Linked DNA regions of Mus musculus: region 1 is linked to region 2. A link is a contact called in public Hi-C data. All regions are on one chromosome and are shown on one strand. The core of a region is the stretch at or near the end of the contact, and the rest is flanking DNA. Distances in the headings are between cores, read along the strand shown. Region 1 has its middle 11 kb from the start of Gm31781. Region 2 overlaps Sdk2 (sidekick cell adhesion molecule 2).

Region 1 (2,700 bases), core at 158-2,657, 710 kb before region 2:
TGAGCTTCCTGATGGGGCTGGGGGGTGGGGGTGGGGGGATAGTGAGGGGGGTGTGGGTGGGGTGGGGACCCTTCCTTGATTCTCTGAGCTTTTGGTGGCCCTGGCTTGTTGCTCAGTTCTCTGCCTCCAGGAAAACATGGCCACCTTCCCTCCCGCTGCCCTGATATAAGGACTGTGGCTGGATCTAGTGCCACACTGACTCGAGACGAGCTCCTCTTGCCCCATATCCACAGAACACCCACAAACTCTCCTCTCAAATGGGAGTTCATCTGAGGATCTGAGTGAACATGCATTTTGGGGGACACAGTCACCTGCTCCCTTCTACATCTTTCCTCTCTTCCTGGTCACATACCCTCTCTCCGTTGGGAAACTATCCCTCCCCCAGTCCACATGAGGCAGGTGGGCTGGTAATTGTAGTGGGTTTTCTCCTGTCCCCCTGGCCACAGGGTAAGACGTGTAACCTCTCTGAACAATCACATGTGTCGTCCCAGGCTGTAGGAGTGGCTCTGAGGGGAATGGGGTCTGAGCTGGCCAGGCAGACTCACCCTAGGGCTTTGGATATTTCCCAGGAGAGTTGAAGCAAAAGGGGACTGGGAGGTGGGGCGACATCACTCCAGTGAGCAGAGAGCCTTGAGGGATCTTGCTGTAGGGTCTCGCTGTAGGGTCTGTGGCCACCTCCCCTACTGCCTCAAGAAAGAAACTGGGGCTGGATGTAGTGGTGCATGCCTTTAATTCCAGCACAGAGGCAGGGAGATCTCTGTGAGTTCAAGGCCAGCCTAGTTTACATAGTGAGTTCCAGGACAGCCAAGGCTATATGGTGAGAGACCTTGACTTGAAACCGAACGAAACCAAAACCAAAATTAACAAGAAAGCAAGCTGGTAGTTGGGGTGTAGGAAGAGGTCATCTGTGGTCATTGCAGTGGGCAGATAGGAGCAGAAGGATGGGAGGGGGCGGGGAACCTGAAGAGCCATGAAGGGAAATCCAACGTGTGCTTGTGTTTCTTGCCTCAGAGGCCAGGTCTGGCTAACCATCTAGGGAATGATGAGCGCCCATCAGTGGGCGTGTATGAGGAGGGCTGGGGTGTCCAGCCATGGGGAACATTCTTCGAAGAGTTTCCACTCTGGGTAGGTACTGTACTAGATTAATGTCTCCAATAAGCACACACCAGGCCCCTCCTGTGTGCTGGGTCCCAGGGTTGTAGGGCTGTGTAGAGAAAAGACAATATTGAGGTAATGTAGGTCAGTTGGAGGCAAGGAGGCTCAAGAGGTGGACTTTGCTCCGGAGATGCTGGGCGGGAGGGTGGAAGGAAGCCCAATGCAGCGAGGGAGGCAGCTCCTCACGCTTACACAGCAGGTGCTTGGAAGCATTTGTTGAATAAATGAATTTAGATTATTTTATGGTTCACTTGCTTATGTCTGCCAGTGACTCACGCTGTGCACATCCTTCCTTTTGTGCAGCCTTCCCCAGCACACAGATACACAGGCACACACGTACACACATACACACGAGCACGCACACACACGTACACGCGCGTGCGCGCGCGCACGCACACACACACGCACACGCACACGCACACGCACACGCACACACACACGCACACGCACACACACACACACGCACACGCACTGTACACTGTTGATTGCCCAGTGCTTTGCCTGGCACCTGGAGCGCTGAGTAAGCAGCTGTGGTCCACATGCCTGCAAGGCTGTCAGATGGATGATTGGCAGCTGGTGGGGAAAACAGCCTTGCTCACTTTACTGTCTGCTTCCCCCCCCCCCCCCGCCCCCTCGGTGGTGCTGAGCTGGAAGCGCTGCGTGGCTTCTGGCACATGGGCTTAAACTCAGCACCTAATGACTCACTTTGTGGATTATCCACGGCCTGTTTCATTTATGACATCTCTCTTTTCAACGGTAAGCTTCTGGGATACATTTAGCAAGAACCAGGCATACGTGACCATTTTAACAGGGGTTCGTGACTCTCATAGTACTTGGGGAGCCTGGGGGCTTTTCAGAAGGGGGAGGGATGAAAACATCAAAGAGAAGCATGAGGTGGGGGCTGGGGCTGGGGTTTCTTTGCTGTTTAGAAAGTCCTGAGGCATGGGAGGGGTCAGCTCTTGCAGCCACGGACCCTATTCTTGGAAGGCAAGTCGTTGCTGCAGGTCCCACATTCAGCCACTAGATGTCAGTGTTTCTTAACAGACGGAGCTGGGGATGGCCTCTTGCAAGGGAAGTTCTAACTGGTGGTAAGTGCCTGCGGGGTGAGTGTGGATGCCACTGTCTATTTAAGAGTTTCCGTATATTTTATGTAGTGAGTCGTCTGAGGATCCCTGGAGTTCAGAACCACATTACCTCCATCCAGTCCAACTGCAGACAACTGTGTGTGTGTGTGTGTGTGTGTGTGTGTGTGTGTACGTGACATTGTCAGCAAGGAGAGGGTGGAGCTGGGCAATCAGGCTTTAGGAGCCTTTTTGCTTCCTGGCTGAGAGAAAGGAAAGACAATGTCAGATGTGGAGGGAGGGGAGAGGAGAAAGACAGCCAAAAGCTGGGGAGAACCCACCTCACATAGCATCACAGCATGGGCCACATCGACACCCTGGAACACTTCCGTGTGCCCCAAGCTTCACTCCTGGTAGAGCTTTGTGTGTTCCAGAGGCTCCCAGAAAATGTACCAAATGGAGGTTGTAGAGATGGAGGCAGAAG
Region 2 (2,700 bases), core at 52-2,551:
CCAGCCTAGATTTAGAACAAGATGGGGTCTATGTCCTGGGAAAACTGCAGAAAAATACCAGGCTTGCAGTCTCTGATCTCCGAGCCTTTGCTCAGGCTTGGCCAGTGTCCAGTGGCTTCACAAGCACCTTTTCCAGATGGTGGCTCCCAGCAGGTCCCCTTGGGCCTAATTAACACGGTTCTGGTCTGCTTCATCCAGAAGTTGCTTCTGAAGTCACCTGCAAGGGTGACTTTGGAGAGTCCAGAGAGAATGTTTGGGTACAACATGGCCTGGAGGGGCAGGGCAGAGGGGACAGAGGTAATGGGGCAGGTTCTAGATTCTGGCCTGAGAGAGTCCATTCAGGGGGTCAGGGCACAGCCATCCCAGGCAAGCACCTTGCGTCATGTCTCACGTGCATGAGCTCTACCCACAGGCTGCCTGCAGGCCAGGGTTTACCTGGCTGAATGAGCCTCGAGCCAGCATCAGGACCATAAGGAGGACAAACGGCCTCCTTTCTTCCTGGCAAGGCAGATGAATGAGTGAGGGAGCGTAGAGCCAGTAACAGTGATGCTGAGTCAGACAGCATGTACGAATGCCTTATGGCAGGCCCTGAGCACACTGCCTGTGTTGTCACACTTAATCCCCGTGGTATCGCTTCAGGCAGGAGCTAAGGCATGTTCTGCCACCTGCTCACTGTTAGACCCCGAGGCGTGTTCCTTAACCCCTCCCTCTGTGCCTTGGTTTCTTCATCTTCTCCATCTGCCAAATGGAGACGTAGCTCTGACGTAGGGTAGTTCATAAAGAGGATGAAGAACATTAGGAAAGATTCATTACCATGACCCTGCCTTGGGGAGGGAGCCAGGCACTGTGGATAAAGTTTACAGCTATACTGTAGATCAGTGAGGTAGACAGAGAGCCAGAAATGGCTGATTGAGAAACACGGCCATACCTTGCCACAGGGAGGGTAGGTCATTGCTAACCTTGAGTCTGGTCTGCCTGGGTCAGGAGACTCAGTCTGATTGTACAGCACCTGGGCTGCTGATGGTGGGCAGGGCTCCAGGCAGACCTCTTCCCTGTCTCCCCACACCCGCCTGCCAGGCAAGTTGCAGGGAGTTTCTGGAGCCCCTTAGCTCAACCTCCAGGCTTATCAACATTCATTCATCCCACAGACATCTGGTCTAGGGAAGTCGGAAGCCTGAGGCAGTCTAGGGAGCAGAGTGGGGCTGGGTAGGAAGCTCTGGCCAGCTGGGCAGAGCCAGGCAAGGTTCACTGTCTCACAGCTCACCCATGCCTACCCAGTACCCACCTCAGTGTAGCTACTGCATACTCACCCCTCCACTTGATACTGAGCGGCAGCTGAAGGATCTACTGCAAGGTTATCCCTGCCCACAAGATGCCCAAGTTCTCGTTATCCCTGCCCACAGATGCCCAAGTCATCCCAGGGATCCAGAGATGATAAGGGGAGCAGGGTAGGTAATATTTAACATCATCCCTTCTGTCTCCAGAGACATCCCCTCTGTGATCTTGGTAGCCGGCTGCAAGGATGAATAGACCAGAGATGTACCTGGGGATCAGGACAGCTCTAACCCACGACAGCCACAGAACGGTGTTCATCACATTGTAAGGATGACAGCATCGCTGTGGTTGCTGCCATTGTTACTGTTAATACTCAGAGCCCCACACAGCATCTGGCCATGGAGCGTTCCAGGGAGGGTGGGATGAGTCACTGCGACGATGAGCTACACAGAAAAGCAAATTTCCTGGCTCCTGACTCAGTTTCTGGGACCCAGCTAAGCCGTTGGCAGCCAGTTCTGCTATGATGTAACTTACACGTTCACAAATATCTCCATGCCATGCAAAGTCATGCAAAACTCCGCAAGGCCTGTCGGGGAGGCGGGAGCATGGCACCCAGCATCTCCATTGGTGGCACACACAGAAAAGGAGAGGTCTCGAATACAGATGGCTGCGTGATTTTGCAAGGGTTCACTGGTTAAACTGATTCACTGGTTAAAAGCTGGAATACTGGAGCAGAGTTGATGCTTTGCTGGAAGGGCTAGACGTGGGTTTGGGGAGTGGGCGTTGGAAGGAATGTGGCTGGTGAGCTATTATTCAGGGGTAGCAAAAGAGCCATCTAAAATCAAAAGAGTGTTGTAACTCAAGTGTCAGGGAACTGAGGACCCTAAAGGTTTGAGTATTTGGTGCAGAAGTGGTTCAGATAGCTCCAGATTTCTATACATGCCTGTCATTTCTTGTAGAGAAAACCACACATAGACTTATGTGATATTAAGCCATGTAGTGGCCCTGCCCTATGCTGAGGATCTATAGGCTATAACTGTTGCTCGGGAGAAGAATAGGCATTTACATCAATGAGCTGATAAACAACCCCTCACAAGCATAATGAAAGTCAATTAAGTGAGCATGCATGTGCACACATGTACACGCACACACACACACACAAAAGTATAAAATAAAATCTTAAGTTATCAAAAAATTCATAAAAAGTATTGCATAGATGAAAATGTCATAATGCATACTAATTTTATATCTGTTGCTATGACAAAATACCCTGGAAGAAGCAACATTGCGGAGACATCTATTTGGTTTATAATTCCCAGTTACAATTCCTCAATGCAGGGAAATCAAGATAAATACACAAGCCAGTCCCATCCCAGCCAAGAGCAGGGAGATAATAAATACATGCATGTTTGCTTGCTTGTTCTG

The links. A called contact is a pair of places that touch in the nucleus more often than the background predicts.
Region 1: a Hi-C map of cortical neurons shows a contact between it and region 2, with 3 times the contacts expected there. The contact joins two enhancer-like sites. A contact is called at or near these places in 2 of 484 Hi-C or Micro-C datasets (cerebellar granule neurons and cortical neurons), 1 of 115 datasets of contacts at active chromatin or transcription factors (embryonic basal ganglia) and 1 of 9 other capture datasets (embryonic stem cells).

Annotation. Positions count from the first base shown.
Region 1 is chr11:114,636,003-114,638,702 of GRCm38.p6, reverse strand. No RefSeq gene overlaps it. Among named protein-coding and RNA genes, the nearest start is that of Gm31781, 11 kb to the right of the region's middle. Within about 2 kb of position 1,407, at least 30 of the 459 cell types and tissues checked have an H3K27ac peak or open chromatin away from gene starts, as enhancers often do. A contact at or near this core is called in cortical neurons, where this site is marked.
Region 2 is chr11:113,926,457-113,929,156 of GRCm38.p6, reverse strand. All of the region lies in intron 2 of Sdk2 (sidekick cell adhesion molecule 2), which reads left to right. Among named protein-coding and RNA genes, the nearest start is that of Gm51929, 110 kb to the left of the region's middle. Within about 2 kb of position 1,301, at least 53 of the 459 cell types and tissues checked have an H3K27ac peak or open chromatin away from gene starts, as enhancers often do. A contact at or near this core is called in cortical neurons, where this site is marked.